Linked DNA regions of Danio rerio: region 1 is linked to region 2. The links are chromatin contacts, called in public HiChIP or PLAC-seq maps. All regions are on one chromosome and are shown on one strand. The core of a region is the stretch at or near the end of the contact, and the rest is flanking DNA. Distances in the headings are between cores, read along the strand shown. Region 1 holds the start of serinc2l (serine incorporator 2, like). Region 2 holds the start of phactr4b (phosphatase and actin regulator 4b).

Region 1 (4,510 bases), core at 445-2,944, 190 kb before region 2:
GGATTACATTACCCTTATGTCATTATAGTCGAGGGTGTCCATTCTCTCGGTATGTCATTATTATATTATTTATCTACAGTGAAATGAACATTTAAGGCAAAGCCTTAAATAACGTGTCAGTGTTTTACCTTTGGTAAGAGTGATAATGAATGGATTCAATGCACTGTCACAAGATTATGCTCATGCTGAGCTCAAATAGCATATAGAGAGAAGGCGAGAACTCACCAGCGCTAGAGCCAGAGATCCACAGTTCCTGACTGATGCGGATTATTCTCGTGTACTGATATACCAATGCTGCTTTTTCACGGCAGACGGCGTGTTTTGAAAGCACCTGCCACAGTCCGAAGGTTTGACAACATCTCGACTCCCGTTTGCGATCGTGATTTCTTTCTGTGGAATAACTGACAGGAGCAAAGAGGGCGATACCATTCGTTTATTAGTAGGGGAGACCGTGCGCAACAGCGAGAAGGTTCAGGGAGTCAAACTTGTAATTTTACACAAGCATCGCGTCAAAACAATCAAAACGGGCCAAGCAATAATTTATTTATTTTTTATCCTTAAATATGCATGTTTGTCCTCAAATCAACAAGTCAGAAAAAAGCCCTCTGTGTTATAAAAATTATGTTTACTGCAATAATAAAATGTTGACTCTATTCCCTTAGTACAGTCAAATGTCTTGAAAACAACCCAGTCAGATTAACATAAATGTCAGTGTAAGATTACATGCAATTATTTCTAATAATAAAGAAAAGAAAAGAAAAAAGAAAAAAAGAAAAAAGAAAAGAAAAGAAAAATACCCACTATGGCATCCGCAAACTGTATAAATCAAGTGACCCACCTTGCAATACTTAAATTATTGACTGGAATTAGTTTTTACAAATAATTATGGTAATTTCAAGGTTATTGTGAAAGATATGATTATACTAATGTGAGATCTATTTCACAATTGTTGCTATACTCACAGACTTTGTGTCACCTGTACGTTTATGGTCATCTGTCATTCTTATCTAAATACATCGTGTTACACGTTCATAAATTCAATACCATTTACACTCCACGGTTTATTACAATAAGTAAACAAGAATGTAGGTTAATTACTTCTGCTTGTGAAATCTGGCCTACTTCAAAAGATTACCATAGGCTATTTATAATCAGTAAATACTATCATCTATATTAATTAAATGTAATTGTCATAGAATTAAATTATTTAAAATTAACTTAATTGTTTTAACAGGAGTAGTACAGTTTACTAATCACACTATGAATTACACATGTTTCAAAATAAAGGTTTTAAGTAAAGTTAATTTAGTTTAACGATTCGAAAAACTACCTTTTTCTTTGGGTATTTAAATATTGTTTCTCACATTATTGTAAAACATAAAAATTGTTTATTTTATAAATATGTTTAGGCGACGTAGAATTTTATACACTCAACAATGAACACTTGCATTTAACTAACTGATTATTTTTTAAGAATTTAAAACTACATTGAGCTAAAATATATTATTTCATTGGTTTGAGGAATTGAAAACATATTTGTGTAGTATATTACAAAGATTTCTACAGTCAGGTTATAGAATTTAAAAGCGAACAGTTATGTAGCATCGTGCTGTTTTAAATCTGAAGACTTTTATTATGAAATTGGTGGAGTTGCCATTTTTTATATGTACCTTCACATACGGAACGACTTGTCAGAACTGAAGAAATATCTCACACTGTAATTGTTTGTCAGTTCATCCTCGGAAGATTTGGAGTCGTTTATTAATTTTTTCTAGTACAAAATGGGAGCATGTATGGCCTTATGTTCTCTTGCGAGCTGTGTAAGTATTCGGTTCATTTCCCATGCTAATTGAGCTAACGTTACCTTAAGACAGCTTTGCTAAATCGTTAACTGAACAAAAATACAGAATGATAAGATTAAGAAAACGTATTATAAAAATAACGTAATAAACGTCCATACTTAATAGAAAATGTGTGGTTTTGAAGAGCTGTTCGTTGTAAAACGGCAGGACACGGAAGTGTGTTTATATTTACATTTTATTTAAATATGTTTTTGTTAACTATTATAATTATGGAAACCGTCAGCTTTCATCTGACATTATCGCTAAATCGGTAGACAGAAAATACAGACTGATAAGACGTAATATAACGAAACAATAACGAAATAGACGACCACAGAATATAATATAAATTGTTTGGTTTTGAAGAACGTCGGAAGTGTGTTAACATTTACTTGTAGCAAGTCTTTAGCATTGGTCTTTCATAACGTACTGAATAGTAATGGCTTGAATACCATTACAGCAACCAACATCAGTCAAGACAAATCCATGTTTATGACACTGGGTGTACTTAGAAATGTAGAAGTAACGTTAGTGTTTTGATGATTAGTTCATATCAGGTTAAACAGGTTTTAAACGCTTAACGTTAGATTTCGTAAATGAGAGTAACACATTTTAGCTGTAACCTTGCCCATTTTCCATGGACAGAAATGCAAACAATGAATTAGTTTTAGTATAATAGTGCTCTGATCTATTTCTAAGGTAATGTTATTACGCAAAAGTTATTTTTGAAACAGAGAGTATGTTATAATAGCTATTGTGTAATATGCGTTTTTTCCAACACCAATGTTGTTTATTGGAAAAAGATGATGAAATATGACATTACAGGAAACCATCCTAGCTTAAATATTACCAGAGTGAACTACTTTTGTATGCTGATTTTTAGGATCAAGGTTTCCACATAACTATTGTAAAAACATCTTAAGTTTCATCAGTTAGTAGATTTAGTTTTTATTTGGAATCCTTGATATGCTGCTTGACCTACTTTCTCTTGCTGTTTATTTCACAGAATCTCTACAGTTCTTGTTTTATTACCGCACTCAAATATAGCCAAAAATGTTCCCTCCAATTTATATTACAGTTACTGATTACAGTAAAAGCAGTGTTTTCAGCATGTATCATTTGTGCCAGTAAGATTCACCTTTTCTCATATCTTCTCTGAGCAGTCTAGAATCCTAGTTACTTGTTCAGTCATAGAGCTTTTGACAAATCTGAGTAACAATGGCATTTTTTGTGATTCTTGGACATCAACGTTGTGTGTTCAGCTGACCAACCATTCCTAGCATGAGTAACAGTCACAGTGAATTTCCTTACTTTAACTTTTATAAAGAATGCATGACTGCATTTATGGGGTCAAAGTCTTAAGCAGTAATTTCCAGACTGTTTCTTGCCTAATTGAAGTCAACAAACCCATCTTTAGTCTTCTCTGTCTGTACATATTAATTCATAAATGTCATTAAAAGGCAATCCAAGATAACAATATTCTATTAATTTAAAGTAATGGACCCTGATCATTATCAGAAAAACTTTCCAGAGTTTTGGTGCTAAAGTCTACTTCTTTTGGCAGCCTATATTATTCTAGCTACTACCAGAGGTCTACACCTGACAAAAGTATTGTGGTTGATCACAGTTGTAAAAGCAACAAATAATAACTTGATTTCTAGTTGATCATTTGGAAAAGTGGCAGAAAGTAGATTTTTCAGATGAATCATCTGTTGAACTGAATCCCATTCATCACAAATACTGCAGGAGACCTAGTGGAACTTGCATTAACCCAAGATTATTATAGAAATCAATCAAGTTTGGTGAAGAAAAAAATCATGGCTTGGGATTACATTCAGTATGGGGGTGTGCGAGAGATCTGCAGAGTGGATGCCAACATTCACAGCCTGAGGTATCAAAACTTTTGTGCTGTCCATTATATTACAAACCACAGGAATGGGCAAATTCTTCAGCAGGGTAGTGATGCTTCTCCTACTTCAGCATCCACATCAAAGTTCCCAAAAGCAAAGAATGTCAAGGTACTTAAGGATTGGCCAGGCCAGTCACCAGACATGAACATTATTGAGTATGTCTGGGGTAAGATAAAATATTAGGCATTGAAAATGAAGCTAAAGAATCTTGATGAACTCTGGGAGTCCTGCTAGAACACTTTTTTTGTCATTCCAGATGACATTATTAAAAAGTTATTTGAGTCATTGCAGAGATGTATGGATGCAGTCGTCCAAACTCAGGGGAGTCATGCACAATATTAATTATTTTTCCACTGCACCATGACTTTATATTCTATACTGTTCATTATTTCTGATAAGTGAAAAGATTTTTGTCTAAGCAAAGTCAGACTTTACTGTCCTAATGAAGTAATTAAAAGTCAATGCATGATCATGTTTTATTTTAGTTAAATAAGTGTAATCTAGAGGCCGTTGCCTTTCATATAAGCCACTTCTGATACCAAATGATCAACTAGAAGTCAAGTTATTATTTGTTGTCCTAAAACTTGGATAGGCGAAAAGACTTCGGTATGGTAGTGTAGAGTTTAGTGATTTTAAAAAGCATGATTATGGATTCTAGCTTGATCAGAGACTGGTTAAATAAATACATGGGAACAAAACCATTCAAGGGCTTGTAATTAAGCAGTAATTCTTTACATTTTATATGCTATGCATAAAACT
Region 2 (4,399 bases), core at 294-2,793:
AGTTAAAAAACGAATCTATATGAAAATCATGAACTTACCCGATTTAAGTTGAGGTAATGAGGTATTTAATTAACTCATTACCTTTAACACTGAGTTCAAAACTTTTTTCAAATGAGTAGAATTAACATTCAGTAAATTTTAAGTTAACTACACATTTTATTTGACAAAGTTGACTGTTGGGTTTGAGGTTTTGCTGTTCTCAAATAGCTTTGTGTACTCAAATGGAGTAAGTTCACAGTACTTATTGGGATTAATTTTTAAACTCAAATAGTTTGTAGCTATTGGTTTTCTCGAACGATTTGAGTTGCTTTAACTTATTGGGTTTTACAGAGCTCACTTGGTTTGAGTTATCTTAATACACTGGGTTTTACTGTGATCAAATTGTTCTGTGTACTCAAATGGATTAAGTTCACAGTACTCATTTTGATTAGTTTTTGAACTTAAATGGTTTGTTACAATTGGTTTCCTCAAATGGTTTGAGTTACCTTAACTTTTGGGTTTTACAGTGTAGCTATTTATTAATTTGTTTAATTTGTATTAACCTCACCATTTTGTGCACAATGTATTTAGTACAAGTCTATTCTTGGTTTAATTTTGGAGGCCGCCACTCAGAAATCATTCTCAATGTTCAGTTGTGACCTGTATTTGTTTTTAATGTATTTGATTGGCATAAGTCAGAAACCTTAACCTGGAGCTATAAAACCAATCTGCTGCATCTGACACCATTGATGTGTTGTTAATCTAATGTAAACACACCAATCCTATGAAAAAAATATATTCAAAAGGCTGATGGCCCGATGTTGTTTTTTTTTTATCTTCTGTGGGTTATGGATAATATATGGCAATTCTAATAGTTTATTACATTTTATTTGACTTTTGGAAATCACCAAGGGACCTCCTGTTATTGTCCCGTGACCCCCACCTTGGGAACCCCTGACCCCGACACAGACCAACTAAAAACTTTCATAGTAGATCGACTTTTTTATATTTTTTTAGGCTACTTCTTGTACTCGTGAATCACCATTGTAGGCTAATCCTCTTGAGTTCTTAACACGTAGCCTACTTTATAATAAAGGTCCTTTCATTATATAGTTCTTAAAAAGGTTAAAACGATTGTCCCATTCAGCAGTCTAACTTCTGTCGTTATCCCAATGTTAGCAAATACAAGACAGACACTCCAGTATTTTACACCAGCTACTATCTTTTCTGTGCTACGCTTTACTTTATATAAAAATATCGTGAGCAATATAATAATGATCTATCATTAAATGTGAACGATAATTCACAACACACTGGGTATTTATTAACAAACATACAATATGTGATTGTGAACTTCGAGGTAGAATGGGCTGCATTGGTTCGTTTCCCCTGCAGCGCCTCATGGGAAATGTAGTTAACTGTTTTGAGCCGTAAAATTGAGCCGGACGGACATGCTTCAACATAAAAACTACAATTACCACATACCTATTCCTCGCGTTTCCGGTATCTTTAGCAAAAGTTTCAATGGGGGCTGGAAAAAGAGAGTCAGGAAAAAGTATCCGTGTTGTTGCGTACATGAAGTGAAACTACTCTGGGGGAAGAGGAGGGCCAGTGCCTTACACGTAATAGGGGAAGGTAAGATATGTTACCTATTAACCAGATAACGCACGCGCAGGTTAAACATGTCGCATTGCAAAGAAAGTTGTTTCCATGCAAATCTCAGCTTTCTGTTATGTTTTAAGTGTTATGCACAAATGCAATTGTGCACATTCAGCACTTTATTCTGGCATATGCTGTTCGTTAATAAACACCGCCAGACGTGTGTTTAATTATAATGAGAATAACACTGCGTCAGTACTTCTTGTGGTTAAAGTTGTATTGGCGCTGCGCTCATCGTGATGCTCCCCATCATCTCTGCACGCTCGCGTTCCGATTTTCCCAACATTCAGTGCATGCAATGACCACAACGAACCGTGCATGCATTTTCCCTTTAGTCTGGCGTTTATTTGCCTGATTTACACTAAACCTTTAACGCATCAGAGAAAATTAGGATGATTAGCTGACTTCCCGGCTGCGCGCTAGGGATGCATGTTTACGAATCCGTATTTGTGCGCGGTTTTCCAAAGGGAGAATAACGTTACATGGAGAAGCAAAAAACACCCCACGCTTTCTGCTCGTTTTGGTGTCCGTTCGTGATAGCGATGAGGAGTTCGCGCGTCTGAGCATTTCGCATCCACCGCCTTTTCCCTTTTATCCATTGTTACTCAAAACCTAATGTTTACGAAATGTTTACGAGAGCCGGTGTGTGATTCTGATCACATACAGAGAGACTGATCTGTTCAGCTTGGGTAACGTCGAGGAAGATCTCGCATCCCCAGAGCATCTGATTTGTTCTTTGTGCACGAGGACTCAAATCAGCAGCTCGGGGCTCCACCATAGAGCATCAGTCATTCAGTGCTCGAGTGCAGCTCTGATTTCTCTGCTGCGCGCGAGTGAAAGATTGAGATGGATTGCCGCTTGCAAGGTAGGGTGAAGGACAGTTGTTTAGCTGTTTTAATGTAATTCAGTAATATTGGTAGTACTTGTGGCGAACGCATCTTACTCGCACTGAACTGCTACCTCAAGAAAAACGCGAGAACGTGTGAAATCTGACAGAAGGGTTCAGTTTTTGGGAAACAAACACTAAGCAAAGAAGGCACTCGGTATAAAATGTGTTTTATTAACTTCTTTAAGTGTTAGGAGCATTAACTTGAATTACCACACCAAATTATATAAGGTTTAACTAGGCTATTAAGGTTTAAGGTTTATTCAGAGCAGTTAACATGAAGATTTTATGGTTTCTAGATTAGTTTTTTTCTCTTTGCATGCCCTGTAGGGACCCTGGTTAAAAGTCTGGTTCTAAATAATGTTATGTATGATAAAATGCTATGTTGTGATGTACACATGGAGATTTCACATCTGTTTGAAATCTTTAGTGTAAAAATGAGTATCTTTTCATAAATCTAAGGATTAGGAAATGTGTAGATGTTGAAGAGATGCACTCTAAAACAAAGATCAGCTGTTAATTTACTGATGCTTAGACTTTTCCATGACCTAGTTTTTAAAATCTTAAATATGCTTTTTAGCTGAAACTGTGATCCTTGTTGATTTGTAATACACAAGTGAGAAGTTACATGTCAGTAAAACACAGACAAAACTAAATTAATGAGAGTAGAGCACCAAGATAGCATCGTTATGCCCTGAGTGTCCAGATTTTGTGAACTTTTTCCAATCTCCACATTTGTATCCTGTCTGATTACTGTCCTAGTGTCACATTAAAAGGCAAAAAAGCACCAAAAATGTAAAGGGATAGTTCACCTAAATGTAAAGTATCATCCCTCCGCTTGTTCCAAGACTTTGTGAGTTTTCTTCTTTTGTTGAACAAATCAATTTATTTATCTATTAAATAATGTTGTAGACCTGTTGCCATTGCCTCCCCAGTTTTCTGCAGGGTTTTAAAATAAAGTCAGAAACCACTGTACTAATTTGTTTCATTTTTAATAGATCTTACTCAAAATTCATATCCTGTTTTGTATTTATTTGCTTTGCTTCTAAATATAGAGTTGTCCACTATCTTCCAAAATTTCAGTATTGATTCAGATACTGAAGGAACAGACCTTCTGTTGTGAGCATTTAGTTCCCTATGGGAAGTAAAAGTTGCTGCTTTTGTGTGTGAAGCAAAACAGGAATGTAGTTTCAAACCTGATCTCATTAGAAAATCTAACTTGAAGCTGCCAGTGTTTTAGAAATGTGTGTAATTTGGTCCGTACTAGGGACACTCATTTTAACGGATTAACCATGAACCGAAAAAATGCATTTTTAACAAATAATGGTACCAGTTAAATGGTTAAACATTATTATTTTTGTAGTATTATTTTTATTTTATTACTTTGCTGCATGAATGTGCAACGCTTATTTGTTAACTCGCCAGGCGTTAACAGACGTATTTTGCCAAGTAAGCAAAACAAAAGGAGTGAAAAGAAAGACACTGCCGGTCAGAGTTTGTCACCGACCAGCGCTGATGGCGTTTTTCTTGGATCTGCTTCATCAACACCTCGGTGTCTTTGCACAAGTGGAGAAAAAAAAACTGCAAACTTTCTGAAATGTCCACTGCTTTACAAACAAGCTGGCCACAAGTCAGAGTGTCTGGGTTTCCTTTCCATCAGCGCACGCAGCGCAACAGATATATTTTTGATGATTTAGTGTACAACCAACAAACCAACATTTTTTTCCACTTGGAAAATTACAATTATTAATAGTTCTTATAAAAGGTCCATTTTTTAAAATAGTCTACCAATAATTTAGGTGACTTGATTTTTTGCATTGAGATAACTTGCACTAAACCAAGGCTTTCATTTTATACCTATGTAAACTATATGTA

What was found. HiChIP or PLAC-seq counts read pairs in DNA pulled down with a chosen protein or histone mark.
Region 1: a contact with region 2 is called in an H3K4me3 HiChIP or PLAC-seq map of embryo, with 4 times the contacts expected there. The contact joins the promoter of serinc2l here to the promoter of phactr4b in region 2.

The regions. Positions count from the first base shown.
Region 1 is chr16:37,707,458-37,711,967 of GRCz12tu, reverse strand. serinc2l (serine incorporator 2, like) reads left to right here and starts at 1,694. Exons shown (of 10, transcript XM_009292505.5): 1 at 1,694-1,820. The coding sequence starts at 1,782.
Region 2 is chr16:37,513,273-37,517,671 of GRCz12tu, reverse strand. phactr4b (phosphatase and actin regulator 4b) reads left to right here and starts at 1,543. Exons shown (of 15, transcript NM_200670.1): 1 at 1,543-1,614.